2 separate regions of the Mus musculus genome follow, and region 2 is linked to region 1. A link is a contact called in public ChIA-PET data. All regions are on one chromosome and are shown on one strand. Each heading gives the region's core, a stretch centred on a gene start, on an enhancer-like site or on the middle of the called end of the contact. The rest is flanking DNA. Distances are from core to core; before and after follow the strand shown.

Evidence for each region. ChIA-PET counts read pairs in DNA pulled down with a chosen protein or histone mark.
Region 2: a contact with region 1 is called in an RNA polymerase II ChIA-PET map of memory CD8 T cells, with 23 read pairs. The contact joins the enhancer-like site here to the promoter of Rtl5 in region 1. A contact is called at or near these places in 3 of 39 promoter capture datasets (the 3T3-L1 cell line, hippocampal neurons and stem cell-derived epiblast-like cells), 1 of 15 datasets of contacts at CTCF or cohesin (CD8 T cells), 15 of 484 Hi-C or Micro-C datasets (CD4 T cells, CD8 T cells, CD8 central memory T cells and 12 more), 7 of 115 datasets of contacts at active chromatin or transcription factors (CD8 T cells, the HPC-7 cell line, embryonic stem cells and 3 more) and 3 of 9 other capture datasets (adipose tissue, liver and pancreatic islet).

Annotation. Positions count from the first base shown.
Region 1 is chrX:102,069,275-102,073,157 of GRCm38.p6, reverse strand. It overlaps Rtl5 (retrotransposon Gag like 5), which reads left to right and starts at 1,851. Exons shown (of 2, transcript NM_001278534.1): 1 at 1,851-3,883. The coding sequence starts at 2,296. Nhsl2 (NHS-like 2) reads right to left here. Exons shown (of 8, transcript NM_001163610.1): 2 at 1,679-1,834.
Region 2 is chrX:102,029,502-102,033,347 of GRCm38.p6, reverse strand. The region is part of intron 1 of Nhsl2 (NHS-like 2); the gene reads right to left. Among named protein-coding and RNA genes, the nearest start is that of Rtl5, 40 kb to the left of the region's middle. Within about 2 kb of position 1,332, at least 50 of the 459 cell types and tissues checked have an H3K27ac peak or open chromatin away from gene starts, as enhancers often do. A contact at or near this core is called in CD8 T cells, CD8 central memory T cells, bone marrow-derived macrophages and 3 more, where this site is marked.

The DNA.
Region 1 (3,883 bases), core at 602-3,101:
AAAGTCAGTAAATCCAAGCTGTGCTGCTTTGGGGACCAAGCTTTCTCTTAGTGGTCCCCACCTTAAGTGCTCAACTGGAAGCCCACACCTAGGACATCCTTTGCTAAAGTTCCATTCTCTGAGGCTCTGCAGCTCTTCAGCTGTTCTCCAGCACTGCTCAGGAGCAATGTGCATGAAGCCGGAAGAGAACCACACTGAGAAGTCCAGTCTGGAACCCTGCCTTGGATTGCAAGAACTTATGTTTGCTTTGTTTTTCTTTGAGACAAAGTTTTACATGTAGCCCAGGCTGGCTTCAGAACTCAAGATCCTCCTGCCTCAGTCTCTTGAGTGCTGGAGTTACATACAGGCTTGTGCCGCCATACCTGGCCGCAAGAACTCACGATTGATGTTTTCTAGGTCTGGTTCCACTGTGGGTGGGGTCAGGTCTAGGGAGGCTAAAAGTCAGGAAACCGAAGGTGGTGGCATAGAAGACAGCCAAGTTCATGGACACATGATGACGGAAGTATGTGTAAGATGTGAACGGGCCTGACCAAAGCCATGGCTTAGATGACATGCAGAAAGTGAGAGGTCAGAATGGACATTCCAGGCTCTGTGTGCTCTGAATCTGGTGCTGAGGCTGCTCTCAGGGCTGATTCTCTGCAGCAATGTCTGCGCTCTCTGCTCCGATTCCCTCTTCAGAAGCCCTTCCAGGTGCTCTTAAGTCTCAGGGCAGATACCCAAAGAGCACTCTTCCCTTTGAACTGTGGCCCCTGGGCATGTTGGAAAAGTTTTTCTTTGTCTGGAGGTGGAGGTCTGCCTCTCTCTGAGTTTCTGCTTCCTGGTCCTAATTCTACCTTTGCTAAACTAGCACATTCACTCCCCTCCCCCTCTTGCATGGTAGCTCTTCCTTGTTGGACACAGGGCTCATGATTATCTCTTAGCATCTTGCTTCTCTAAGGTCACTACTGCCCTTTTCGGGGAGCTGGGGGTTTCCACTGTATCCCCCTTGGGAGGCCCATCAGATGTTTTCTGTTCTGCACTGGGATTAATATATGCTGGCACGGAGATATAAGAACTGACAAGATATTTTGTACATTTCGTATCCATTGGGCACCTCCTGGGGGAATTCAGCCCTGTGTCCAGTGTCTCTGAAAAACTCAAGTAGTAAGAGAAACTCAAAGGTACAAGAGATGGCTTTTTTTTTTTTTTTGTGGTGCTGGACATAGAAGCTTGGGCCTTGCACATGCTACCACTAAGCTACATCCTCAGCTTGGAGAGATATATGGAGGAGCTCATTGTGGTTGGGAGGTTATTACAAGAGCAGAGTGTGTGAAGTCCAGGTAAGGAGAAACCCCTTTGTTTTCTGGTGCCAGCATCCCAAGGCATGGGCTATATAACAGGAGGGCTGGAAGGAATGTGGGTCCCCATTGAGGGAGTCTCCCATTTCCTTCTCCGTGAATTGCTTGACCACTACCCTGTCTCAGCCTGTATCCTTTCTCCCTTTATGGACTACTGAACCAAAAAGGGAGGGAGGAAGGGAGCAACAGCACTGGAAACAGAATGTTAGCATCATCAGTCTGGAAGGTGAAAAGAGAGATGGTTTGGAACTGTTTTCTTTTCTTTTGCTGCTCCCCATTTCTTCTTTGCCTCCCTCCTGCTGCGCAGCTGCCTCTAAGGCAGCCCCCCACCCTCGCAGTACCTTGCAACAGGCTCTGGAGATTGAGCTGCGCCTCGCGAAGCAGTTCCTCTACACTCGGGGGCCTGCCCGAGGAGAGGAACACGTTCACTGGCTGTCGCCATGACGACCTCGAGTGGGCAGTCGCTGTCGCATTTTCCCGACCCGAGTTAGCTGCAGCTAGGGAAGGAGAGAGTGAGTGAGAGCGCAGCCGCGGGAGCCAGTGGGCTCCCTCGGTTCCCGAAGGCCCGCCCCTGCGGGGGGCGCGCGTAGCTGAGCTTAAAAGGCGAGAGGGATCGCTGTCTGCAAGATTTTTCCTCGACAGATCCTGCCGCAGTCCCTTCCCTCCTACTCTGCCTGCCTCTGTTGGCGTCACCTCTGCCAGCGTCTCGTCTGTCTCCTGCGCCTGCCGCCTCCAGGTCCCGAGCTGCTGCCTGCTCTCTCTCCGACCCCTGCCACGAGGTAACGCGTCCCGGACCGAGCCCCTGTGGGTGTGGCCCGGGCTCGCTTGCGCCGGGTCGCCCTGTCGCCGCACGTTGGTCTCCTCCCACGCCCACCTCCTCATTTCTGCCTCCTCCTGCACTCCCCATAACTCCCTACCCCCAAGTGCCCAGCACTCAAAGCCCCAGGAACTTGTCACAATGTCTGAAGCGGCGGGAAATCTCAATAGCCTCCGCTTGGCGAATGTGGCCCTGCGAGAGGAGTTAAATGCCCTTCGAGGAGAGAATGTCCAGCTGGGCCTGCAGCTCGGAAGAGCCTTGGCCGAGGTTAATTCCTTGCGGGGCAATGTCTCGAGCTACATCCGCTGGCCCATGCCCATAGTACCGGTCCTTGCCGAGGAGAACTTTGAGTTCCTGCTCAATGAGACTGATCCCACTCCTGAGGAGGAGGAAGAGGAGGAGGAGGAGGTGCCTTTCCTGTGCTGGCCTCCTCCACGCACAGATCCCGAGTACGTCTCAGATGATCTTTTGATTAATGTGGTCCAGGACTATACCAACCCCGACGGGTCCAGTGACCCTCCTCTGTCACCCAGCCCGTCCCAGCCGGAACTGCACTCCCCCATGTTAAAGGAGCCAACCTTTGAGTTCCTTTTGCCACCGCTGGAGCGGCCAGACATAGAACCCTTTTCAGGCGACCCAGTGTACCTGGCTGAATTTCTGATGCAGCTAGAGACTTTCATAGCAGATCACGAGGATCACTTCCCTGGGGGCGCGGAACGGGTGGCATTTCTCATCTCCTTTTTCACAGGGGAAGCGAGAGACTGGGCTATCTCAGTCACTCAGGAAGGAAGCTCCTTGCATGCCAACTTCCCGCGCTTCCTGGATGAAATCCGTAAGGAATTCTGTGGCCCCATCCCCTCACGCGTGGCTAAAAAGGCCATACGCAAGCTCAAGCAGGGAAACTGTACCCTGGGCAGCTATGCAGATGCTTTTCAGTTCTTGGCCCAGTTCTTGTCTTGGGATGACTGTCGCCTCCAAAACCAATTTCTCAAAGGCTTGTCAGAAATTTTTCGAAAGGAACTCTTATGGTCAACTGAAGTGGCCGACCTGGATGAGCTGATTCTTGAGTGTGTCAAGATAGAAAGGAAAGTGCGTGTCCCCAAGACAGCCTCGCTCACTGGAGTTCAAAATAGCTGCTGCCCCTTTGCACTAATTCCTAATGAGGATGAAAATGAAGGTGTGGAGTTCTACAGTGAAAATGAGGGTGAGGGTGAAGAGGCAGGCGGGTACAGGCTTTATCTGAAGGATCAGAGGCAGCACATGACAGCTTTCCCACAAGAGATGAGGGAGGAAGAGGAGGAGATGAGGAAAGAGGAAGACGAGATGGAGGATGAGGAGGATGAGGACGAGGATGAGGATTATGAATTTGAGGAGGAGGATGAAGACGACGACGACGAGGAGGAAGAGGAGGAGGAAGAGGAGGAGGAAGACAAGGAGGAGGAGATGAAGAATGAGGATAGCGATGAGAATAAGTATGAAGAAGAAGATGAAGTTATCGTTAGGGTCCTGGAGCCAGAGCAGGAGCAAGAGAGGGAGGAGATAGAGCACGAGCATGTGTATGTGCACGAGCACATACACGCCCATGTGCACACACTTGCTGCCCACCACCACGGCCTACATGGAGAGCTCATGGTGATGGACGAACCTGTCCTTGTTGACACGTCAACCCAGACCATTAGCTCCGCCATAGGCTACCATGCTGAAAATTACCTGGGGGTATCCCCTTCTG
Region 2 (3,846 bases), core at 83-2,582, 39 kb after region 1:
CTCCAAAAGTAAAGAAAAAGAATTTGTCTGCCATATTTATCTTCTGCTTGGACTTTGCATGAGGTAATCTTTGACCAAAGTCTGCCTACCCCTCTGATTTGAAACCGTCATGCTAGCAAGGATCATGTCTGATTTTTGCTCACCCTCATGTCCCTAGGTTCGGCTTCATGGCTGGTATAGAGGACACATTTATCTGTTGAATGAAGGAGTGGATTTCCTTTCCTTTCCTTTCCTTTCCTTTCCTTTCCTTTCCTTTCCTTTCCTTTCCTTTCCTTTCCTTTCCTTTCCTTTCCTTTTCTTTTCTTTCTGAGGCAAGGTCTCACTCTGCAGCTCATACTGACCTGGAACTCACTATGGAGCCTAGCCTAGACTTGAACTCTTGGCAATCCTCCTGCCTCAGCCACCTGGGTACAGGGATTACAGCTGTGAGCCACACAAGCCCAGTTCCACAGAGTGAATGGTAGCAGCTAACGTTCTCACTGCACTCTAAAGGTAGCAAACACCTAGCTGATTCTCAGAATAACCCTGCCACGGCCCTTATTTGTCCTCATCTTCCAGGCGAGGAAAGCAAGGCGCCCAGCACTGCGTTCATTGAGTTAATGCAGCTCGCATTGAAATGCAGCTCTGACAGGGTCACAACACTGCCATTCTGGCTCTGTCTCCTTGGAGAACTACAGAGCTGAAGAAAGCGGCGTGGAGTCGAAGCACTTTGATATTTCTTGGCTGAATAAGAGGCCACTTCACTCAGGCCTTTAGGGCCCAGAGGCAGGTCCTGTGGGGACTCCCTGCCAACCAGCCAGGGGAGGGATTCTAAATCAGGCTTTCCTGGATGACTTAGAGAGCCACTGTAACTACAGTGACCTTATTTCTTGAATCAAAAAATCAGGATCCTTAGTCTGACAAAGAATAGAATTCTTAAAACTAGGACTTTTTTTTTTTTTTTTTTTTTTTTTTTTGGAAATCCAGGTCATGGAGTTGCTGTACCTGTGTCACATGGTAGCTACATAATGGGGACTTCTCAGCAAATTCTGACCCAGCCTCTCCAGTTCATTACATCTCAAAGAAAAAAAATATCATAAAAACCAAACTGTTTCTGGGCCTCACACCAAATTCCTTCCGCCTCCTCTTCCCATGTGTTTGTGTTTGCTTAATTACTTCCCTTCCTCACTTGTCTTTTCTGTTATCAGCTTTCTTCCTGGTCTGCATGAGCGACTTTCTAGGTCCTGCTTGCTGATGGCTGCCATAAGCAAGCGGTTGAGGGAAATCATAAGTGAAACTGCTTGGGAACCATGGCAACAGGGCCCATGGCAACGGGGGCCAAGCACTGAGAGACAGCCTTCCCCACCCATCCTGGTTTCTGTTTTAGATCGAGTGGTACTGATAAGGCCGGATGACTCCACTGTGTCAGTTGTGTCATTTAATGAGGCAACACTGCTTTCAAGAGGCAGGCACCATGGCAAAATTCTAGTCCTAGTAAGTGTTGCACTGCTCCTGTTTCACTGGGTCCTGAAGCAGTGGTAAACTCACAGAAAAAGGTGTGGCCACATCTAAGGCTGGATCAAACACTTGCCTCAAGCGCCCTTCTTATTTGGCTCAATGTACTACTCAGAGTTCCCCCAATGGGCACACAGGGTGACAGTCACAAAACTCAGGAGTCACCATCCTTGTGGGCTTGGAAGGCAACAATTATATCATTCAAATGATCCATCCCAAGGGTTTAGTCCAGTGTCTGGGGAAAGCAGACTTCCAGTGAGTCAGAGTGAGCCTCCTCCTGTGAAGATTATCTACCTCTCCAAGGTACCAGATATCCAAGAACTTGCACCTCAATTTCCTATTCAAGGAAAAAAAAAAAGAAACAACTTCTGCCTTGCTTTTCTTTTCCTCTCATTTTAGATGCTGAGCTATTTCAAGCTATGCCAAAGTACCATTAGAAACAAATTCATTTTCCCATATTTGCCCCAGCTGAAGCTTCAGTACCTCCGCAACTGCAGAGGAAGTGCTGTCCCGAACTGGATGTCTGTGTCTTAAGTATACATGCATACTTAAAAAGGTGCTGTGTATGCGCTCACAAATCATAAGCTATTTCATATTGCTTTGTACATTCTGATCCACATCGAATTGTACATAACCTTTTTGCAATTTGCTCTCTTTGCTTCATGGTATGTTTGTGAGAGACATCCATGCTGATATAGGTAGTATTTTCCAGGCAAACTGGTGCTATGTAGTATTCTACTGTTGGAGCATACAATTTTATTTATTATTCTTCACTTACTTTCTCTCTCTCCCCAGCTGCCCCTCTCTCCAGAAAATAATACTGGCAACTGGGGAAGATGACTTAGTGAGTAATGTGCCTGCTATACAAGCAAAGGGACCTGCGTTTGGTTTCAAAGGACTGTTGTAAAAAGCCAGGCATGGTAGCATGTCGGCATTTCCAGTGCTGAAGGGAGGTGGTGTGGAGATGGGAAGGACTAGACAAGTGGTGAACTGTAGGCTCAGTGAAAGATCATGTCTCAAAAGACAAAATAGAGAGCAATAGGGGAGGACACCGACCATCAACCTCTAGCCTCCATATGCATGTGTGCAATATGCACACATACCTACACACGCACAGATATATACCTACATTTCACACATACAAAAATAACCATGTTGTCATAGCTGGGCGTGGTGGTGCACACTTGTAACCTCAGCACTTAAGAAGCTAAAGCAGACGGATTGCTTTGAATTCATGAGCAGTCTGGGATATATAAGGAAACCCTGTCTCAAAACAAAACAAGCAAGAAACCATACCATGCCATTATGAATATTCATAATGTATTTGACATGGTTCATTCATGTGAAAGTTGTAGCATGAATAAGTGGGAACACAATAGCTGAGGGAAAGTGTGAGAGTGTAGCTTTTATTTTATCACTCTGATGATGGAACTCAGGGCCTGTGCATGGTAGGCAAGTATCTATCACCAAGCTATACCCCCCAGGCCCTTTTTGAGGGCAATATTTTGGTGCTTAGCCAATGTTAATTGTCCATGACCTACTAGCTACACCTGCATAAAGTTATACTAAGAGAATACTTGCATGTTGCACAGATAAATGCACAAGGATGCTCACTGCTCACTACTAGGAATAGGGTGACTTTGTTGTTACCCTGTATCCATCAAACAGTGTTGGGGCAAAGAAACAATCAGTGAATGACCTACCTCGTAGAATGTCACAGGCTTTAGAAGAAGGAGGACTAAGAAGGCTTTCTCATCTACCCATCCTATTCTCCTGGGCAGAAGAAATAATTCTACTTCTACTACAGAGCCAGATAGCATGGAGGTAAGTTGTACACGTCTTTGCCTTAGTTGGAGAAAATCTCGCTAATGACAGATAGGTACCAGGCCAAGAGCTCTACATCTGCGAGGTGTCGAAAGCTTAGAGGGAGAGCTTCGCTATGCCATACCACAGTGGTAAACTCACAGAAAAAGGTATGACCACATCTAAGGTTAGAGCGAATATTTGCCCCACACACCTTTCATATTTGCCTTAACATACTTAAAGCTCCCGCAATGGGCAGGCAGGCTCCAGTATGAGGGTGACACTCGCAAAACTCAAGAACACTGGCAAACAGAGGAGATGCCTTGCCTTGTCTCCATGCTAAACAACTAGCAGAAACAAAGGCTTTCCTTTTACTTTTGAAACATCACTAAATAGAACTGTTTGGGGAGCCTGGCTGTGTATTGATTTGGGAAGTCCAAACTTAGCTCAAGACTCATAAGCAGGACTGGAGAGATGGCTCAGCAGTTAAGAGCACTTGTTGCTTCTGCATTGGACCTGAGTTCAATTCTCAGCATTGAAGTTTGCTAC